Linked DNA regions of Pan troglodytes: region 1 is linked to region 2. Evidence: chromatin contacts called from public Hi-C data. All regions are on one chromosome and are shown on one strand. Each heading gives the region's core, a stretch centred on a gene start, on an enhancer-like site or on the middle of the called end of the contact. The rest is flanking DNA. Distances are from core to core; before and after follow the strand shown.

Region 1 (3,210 bases), core at 425-2,924, 400 kb before region 2:
AACTACAAGAAAAGTTACAGGGAAACCCGCTCTTTGCTTGTGCACACTTGAGGGGCGTTAACTCCCCGCTTCTCCTTCGGGGAGCGGGGAGATATCGCGGGTGCTTGGAAATTGCTTTATCCCGCGGGCAGCGACCCAGGAGGGGGCTGCCTCCCAGGGCCCCGCGCCCGCCGCACAATTCACCAGCCGTCCGAAGTTTAAGCACCGACCTTGCAGTCAGACCAAGGAAAATGGATGATTTGGACCGGCAGACAGGCCAATGCCCCCGCGGAGAATTCAGTGTGCAGCCGCCTGCCCCCACATCTAACGCCCACTGGGACGGAAGACTAAGAGGACACCATTTGTTTTAAACCAAGGGACACTGTTTTCTTTAATCCTCCATTATGTAACGAAGGAAGAAAAGTGCTTTTCTTTCCGTGCAAATGAAATGAAAACTTTGGCAACTTACAAAAGTAAAATCAAACACCGTTTCAGACACCAACACATTACTGCAACTTAATTTTTGTTTAATCTCAAATTCGCACTCACGCCGTGGAGAGACCTCTCCATCCCTTTGGACCTCTATTGTTAAGATTATTTTGATTGACTCTACTAGGCTTAAAAGGGGTCTGTCTGGCAAACTCGGATACAACTATCTCGGAGCTGCTAAAGAGGGAGAAAACCAAGTTTTCCAGACTCGGTTCGAAAACTAAAGAGGCCGCGCGAGTGGAACCCGCGGCCAGGAAGGGAAGTCCTGCTACGCTACGCCGGGCCGACCTGCAGGAACCCCGTGGGCCTGCCCGGGCGCCCTGGCCGAGCCAGGCGAGTTTGCCCCCGACCTCCAGCGCAGGCACCGCTCCCCGGGCCTGCTTCTGCGGCCTCTCTGAATTCTCTCGCTACCCGCTCCCTGGCCCGGGCCTTCCGCTTTCCCAGGCCGAGATGGCCCAGCCGTCACCCGCCCGGCCTTCCAGCCCTCTTGCGTCCCCGGGGGCCGCGGCCTGGGCCACCGGGAACCTGCCCCCGGACCTTTCTAGTTCCTCTTCCGGACCAGGTCCACCCGTAGTCTCTCCCTCCCGGGCGACCGGCCACCCTTGCCCTGGCGCGGGTGAGACAGAGGAGAAGCGGGGGAGGCCGGGCGCACTCACCATCTGCGAGAAGAGGCTGAGATCCGCGGCGTAGGGCAGGAAGGCGCTGTAGTTGGGCGCGCCCGCGTACGGCCCCGCCGCCGCGTACATGCCCAGCACCGAGGTGACTGCAGCCGCGCCTGCCCCGCCGCCCAGCTCCGCGGCCCCCGGTCGGCCCGACGAGGCGGCGGCAGCCGCCGCAGCGGCCGCGGCCAGCACCCCCGGGCGCTCGCCGCCGTAGGCGCCCGGCCCCGCGGCGCTCAGGTACTGCGGGTATCCCAGCTGCGGGAAGGACATGTCCGCGGACTCGGCGACCGCCGCAGCGGGCGAGTATTAAAGGCTCGGGGAGGGAGGCGGAGGCCGGCCGGAGGGGGTTGCAGGGGGCGCCGCGAGGGGTCTAGGGAGGAGCGGGCGGCCGGCCGGGCGCGCTCGGGCGGGCCGGGAGATGGAGGCCGGTCGCGGCTCCTCTGCCCGGTGCTCGCAGGCGCCCGGCTCCCGGCTGCGCCCGGATCCGCAATCGCGCGCCGACTGCGGCGGCCGCCCTCCGCTCGGCGGCGGGGCTTTCAGACACAATTTGAAGTTGATGCTTTGATTGGCATCCCCTTGAGCGCAGGCCCCGCCCCTGGCTCCCCTCCCGCCCCGTCCCTGCCTCCCGCCCGCCCTCGCCGGCCGCTCCCGCCCCTCCCGCGAGCACGTGGTGCCCCGTGCCGGCCCGGCCAGCTACTCTCGCGGTGGGCGCGCGCGTCGGGGCGGCGGGGTGTGGGCCCGGAGGCCGTGGGCTCCTTCCCGACCAGCCCCCGCAGCTGTCTGACAACCTGTCGACACGGGTTTACAGCTGTCTGACACCGGGTTTGCAGTTTCGCGGCCGAGGTGTGTCCCCTTTTTAACAAAAACAACTTGGCGCCTGCTTTTCTACTGTTTGGGCAGCGGGGAAGGGGCCGGCGGCCTGGACGCTGGTGACAGCGAGGGGGGAGCGGCTTCTCCCCCGAGTCCCGCGCGGCCGGGGCCTCCAGGGGACATCTTTGGCAGAAGTGCACCCGGACGCTCTCCGCGAGCCACTGAACCCGCGTGGCGTGACACCCCCGACTCCAGATGCGGGTTCCCGTGGGCCCCTACTGGGTAGTAACCGATCGTCTGCCAATGACCGGCCTCGCCGCCCTTGGGGAAGCGGGGAGCGGCCGAGCTCTGCGGGCTCTTTCAATTGTGCAAACTTTGAGCGAGGGCAAATCCCGCGGAGAAGTCGCCAGCTCGGGGGAAGCAGGCGCAGTCGGCGCCGCGGGTTCTCGGAGGGAGGGGTGGGGGAGACGCGGGGGGAGGGGCTTTCTCTTCACCCAGAAAGCCCCCTGGCAGCCGGAGGGAAACATCCCCCGCGCCCCCGCGAAGGGGGAAGACGGTGTGGCCTGGACGCCCGGTTTGTCCACCAGGTGTGCAGAGGCAGACAGGAAACTTGTGTGGAACGCGCGAACCCGAGTCGGCGCAGCCGCCAGACCGGCAACGGAGCGGCCTCTTGGGTCCAAGTCCCGCGTCCCTCTTCTCCCTGCGTCTCCCCTCTCCATCCTCAGCCTCGTCCGGCTACAGGACGCGGCCAGGCGCGGCGCACTTGAGATGGTCTCCGTGTCGCCGCGGCCCTGGCCGTGCGGCTCCCGGGAGAAGATGCCAAGTGCACGGGCCTCCTCGCCTCCCTGAGCCTGGGAAGGAGCTGGCAGGCCACTTCCGCGCCTCGTGGCTGGAGAGCTCCGGACGGTGCCGTGGGGAACCGGGTACCAGTCCCGGCTCCCGGGGCCACTATGCGAACCACCTCCTACGCAGAGCCGGGGCCGGGAGTTCACCCCGCTGCCGCTCTCCAGCACACCGGACTCCGCGGGAATTTCAGCAGCGCACTCTGGCGTCTTCCCGGCTTTAGGCCGGGTTGGGGCTACGGGATGAAGGCGGCCATCGGGCCAGAGTCGGCATGCTGTTCTGCTGGTGGGTTGAGCCACCCGTATCCTGGACACCGGCCAGGCGGTCCCTTCACCCCCTGCCTCGCTTCCCTCTCTTCACGGAGCCTCGAGGCCCAGGGACTTCAGCAGCATCAGGAGGGGCTCCGGTTTTCCGGGCCTGAGGACAG
Region 2 (3,146 bases), core at 339-2,838:
TTTTGCTTTTGAAATCCAGTTGCATGTGTGTGTTTTGTTGTTTTTTAGTTTTCTCAATCTCATATTATTTACATGCCAGGTTTCCCATGTTCTTAGAGATAAACGCAACATCACAACAAATAGAGAAAACTTCTTTCATGCACAAATGGCGTCAGTTCTCAAAAAAGCACGATAATTCTATTTAGATCATGGGGGTAGTGATTATATTAACCTGACTATTTCAGTGAGGTGTAGCTTATGTCTTCTGATGATATCTCACACAGTTATTTGTTCTAGACCAAATAAAAAGAAAACTTTACTTTTCTTCCTTTGCTTATTAGAGTTTGCTTTTGAAACAACTATGATATCATTTATTACTAGATGCCATACATAAATCATAATATTGGCAAGTGATTTTAAAATCAATACATTTAAATTAAATTGCATTTCATGGGTTTTAGAAGATAAAATATTTGTTACTGAAGCCGTAATTATTTAAAAAGTCAATCCCCACTCCAAACCCATGAGCTCTTATAAAGATGTAACAATATTCCTTGGCTTTGCTTCTTCATGGTGTATCACCCTTACTATGGAGTCAAGCCCAGTACCATTTAATGTTCTTTGTCTCACAGTTGACAATACATCGTCATCAAAACCATACTCATAAAAAAAGTGATGGTTAAACATCTTTCTGTACATGTGTTTCATAATGTCACGTATCCATTACTAAGAAGGCGTATTTTCTATGACCAAAGAGAATAACCTGATTTGAACTAGAAGAACGGAATAGAATTGTTAAACAATCCTTTGCATTTTAAGCAACATTTAATTAGAAACACACTTTAACCACCAAAATGATAAAAATCCAAGAGATTAAAATTTGAGTGTCAATTATCATAAAATTCATCATGGTAATTCTTATTAAAACTCAGTGTTTAGATAGGTAATGATTTTATAATATGCCAATTTGCATAAGGAGCCCTGAGATGGCTTATTATTTCGATCCTACACAATTACAATTCCAGCTCCATACATCAGAGCTCTTAGCAATGTAAAATCACGGTGCTAATTAATAAGCCATTTACTGACTGCAGCTAGTTAGGGCGGTCCTGCAGCTGACCTCGCGGAAGAGGAGCCATCTCTGAAGTGCCTGTGTGCAACTACAAACATAATGATGTGCCAGGAGGGAATCATTAAAAATAATTTACACAAGCCTTCATTTACAAGATCTTTTGATAGCACGCTTCCCCGGTGTTTAGATCCACAGCGCAACCCCTACCATTTGGAAAGTGCCAGGCAGGGGAGTGAAGGCGGATACCTAAGTGGTTAATTAAGAGCCATTCGGACGCCACAAGAGCCTCCTGAAAAATCCCTCTGATGTCTGCTGTGTCAAATGTCTCTCACAGGCAAAGCCACAAGAGGCAGCAGCCGTGACAGGCTAATTACTGGGGACGAGGAGCAGCTGAGAATGGTCGTCACGGAGCTCGTGCCGGGAGCACCCAAGCTCAAGATTGAGCAAAGCAATCTTTTGTGCTGCTGGACTGGAGAGTGCGCCGCTCTGGGAAAGGGGACTCATCGCAAGTGACGGGAGCGGGGGCAGAACGCCTCTCCGGAAAGACAATGGCCAAGGCCTGGGAGGGCCGCTCCTGCCAGCCCCTCACATTCCGCAGTAGCCTCTCCAGGAAGTCAGTCCCAGGAAATCACGCCGCAGGACCGCGAGTTCTTTAGATTGATTTCTACGGAAATCAAGCAGCCACGATAACGGATGTGTAACAAAGCCATTGAGATCACCGGGGGCATCGCCTTGCTTCTATATATGTGTGTGCACGTACCCCACACAAAGGGACACACGCCCTGTAGACACACTCACACTCAGGCACACAGCACAGCAAAACAAAAAGTTCCAAACGCCATTCACTCAGGCAAAGTAAGTGCTAATTCATGTATAGAATAATTGCATAGGAATGCTGTGATGTAATGTTTTACAAGAGACAGGAACCTGTTAGCAAAATTAGCAAAGGGGTTGTCAGAAAACAATGTATGAGCCTGGGTGTCACGGAAGAAGGGAAAACAGTCGGGGAAGCTTCGAGAAAGGATTCTCACCAGAAAAAGATGCAAATATACACAGAAATGGACTCTTAGAGAGCCCAAGGATGCTAGCCGGGCATCCGTCTGTTAGGATGAAGACGCCTTCACTCAGTACTAGGCGACAGGATCGCAGAGGGTGTGTCTGCCAGGACAAGTTATGCTAATGCGCAAACCACAACACCTCTTCATGCTTAGATTTCATCTATTTGTCTACGTAGTGGCCAGACAGGGTAAAACCACTCACCCTTAAAATTTTTGTTTAGAAATTAATAAAATGCTTCCATCTGATTCAGGGTGAATGTGTGGATCCAAAGTGGATTTGAACACAAGGCTAATAAATACATACACTGTTCAATGGTCACCACCGGCCTCAGTCTTGATTAGCTTTGGGGATATTTACTATGTATTCAGAGACAACGTATTTGTTAGAACCTAGGAAGCCTACGTCTCTTAAACCTTTTATGGTAAGAAAATCAAAAGCATGCTTTCTGGTCTTTAAATAAATGGGTGTGAATTTCCCATGCCAAACTCTAAAACCATTCTGTCTTGAAAACGATGATAGGTTTATGTATGTCATTAACTGTTGTGAAGTTTGTGCAATGATGAGCTCAGGCATTTAACTACAGAACTTTTATTGTAATCCCAGTCTTTTAACACTGGCTTTTGCCATGGAGAAGAGATTCAAATTTAAAGCATCCTTTGAAGTCCAGGCAGTCATCTCCAAGACAAAAGCAAATAAGACAAAAATCAGCCCATAGCATGGGTGTAATTAATGCCCAAATCCGCTTCAGGGAGGCCTCCCATGTATAGCCATTGTTCCACTGCAGCCCCTGCTCGATGGGCAGTAGACATGGGGTTATTTAGTCAATTAGTGTACTCATCCTTGGAGGGGATCGCAAGGTCGCCCTGTGTCTACCTGAAGCAACGGTGAACCTTTCTGGCAGCATAACCCACTTTGGGTGCCAGTTTTATAATAGAAGGTGGAGGAGCTGCAGATGAAGATGTACATTTAGAGATACCATCAGTCTTGAGCTGGCTTTCCTGGCAAGGAGGGTGCTTGGGAGACCCTCCAGAAGAGG

Evidence for each region. A called contact is a pair of places that touch in the nucleus more often than the background predicts.
Region 1: a contact with region 2 is called in a Hi-C map of stem cell-derived neural progenitor cells, with 5 times the contacts expected there. The contact joins the promoter of IRX1 here to the enhancer-like site in region 2. A contact is called at or near these places in 2 of 7 Hi-C or Micro-C datasets (induced pluripotent stem cells and stem cell-derived neural progenitor cells), 1 of 1 datasets of contacts at active chromatin or transcription factors (stem cell-derived excitatory neurons) and 1 of 1 other capture datasets (stem cell-derived neural stem cells).

The regions. Positions count from the first base shown.
Region 1 is chr4:4,257,397-4,260,606 of NHGRI_mPanTro3-v2.0_pri, reverse strand. It overlaps IRX1 (iroquois homeobox 1), which reads right to left and starts at 1,674. Exons shown (of 4, transcript XM_016952920.4): 1 at 1,125-1,674. The coding sequence starts at 1,400.
Region 2 is chr4:3,855,208-3,858,353 of NHGRI_mPanTro3-v2.0_pri, reverse strand. The region is part of intron 5 of LOC104006326 (a long non-coding RNA gene); the gene reads left to right. Among named protein-coding and RNA genes, the nearest start is that of IRX1, 400 kb to the left of the region's middle. Within about 2 kb of position 1,588, at least 5 of the 24 cell types and tissues checked have an H3K27ac peak or open chromatin away from gene starts, as enhancers often do. A contact at or near this core is called in induced pluripotent stem cells, stem cell-derived excitatory neurons, stem cell-derived neural progenitor cells and 1 more, where this site is marked.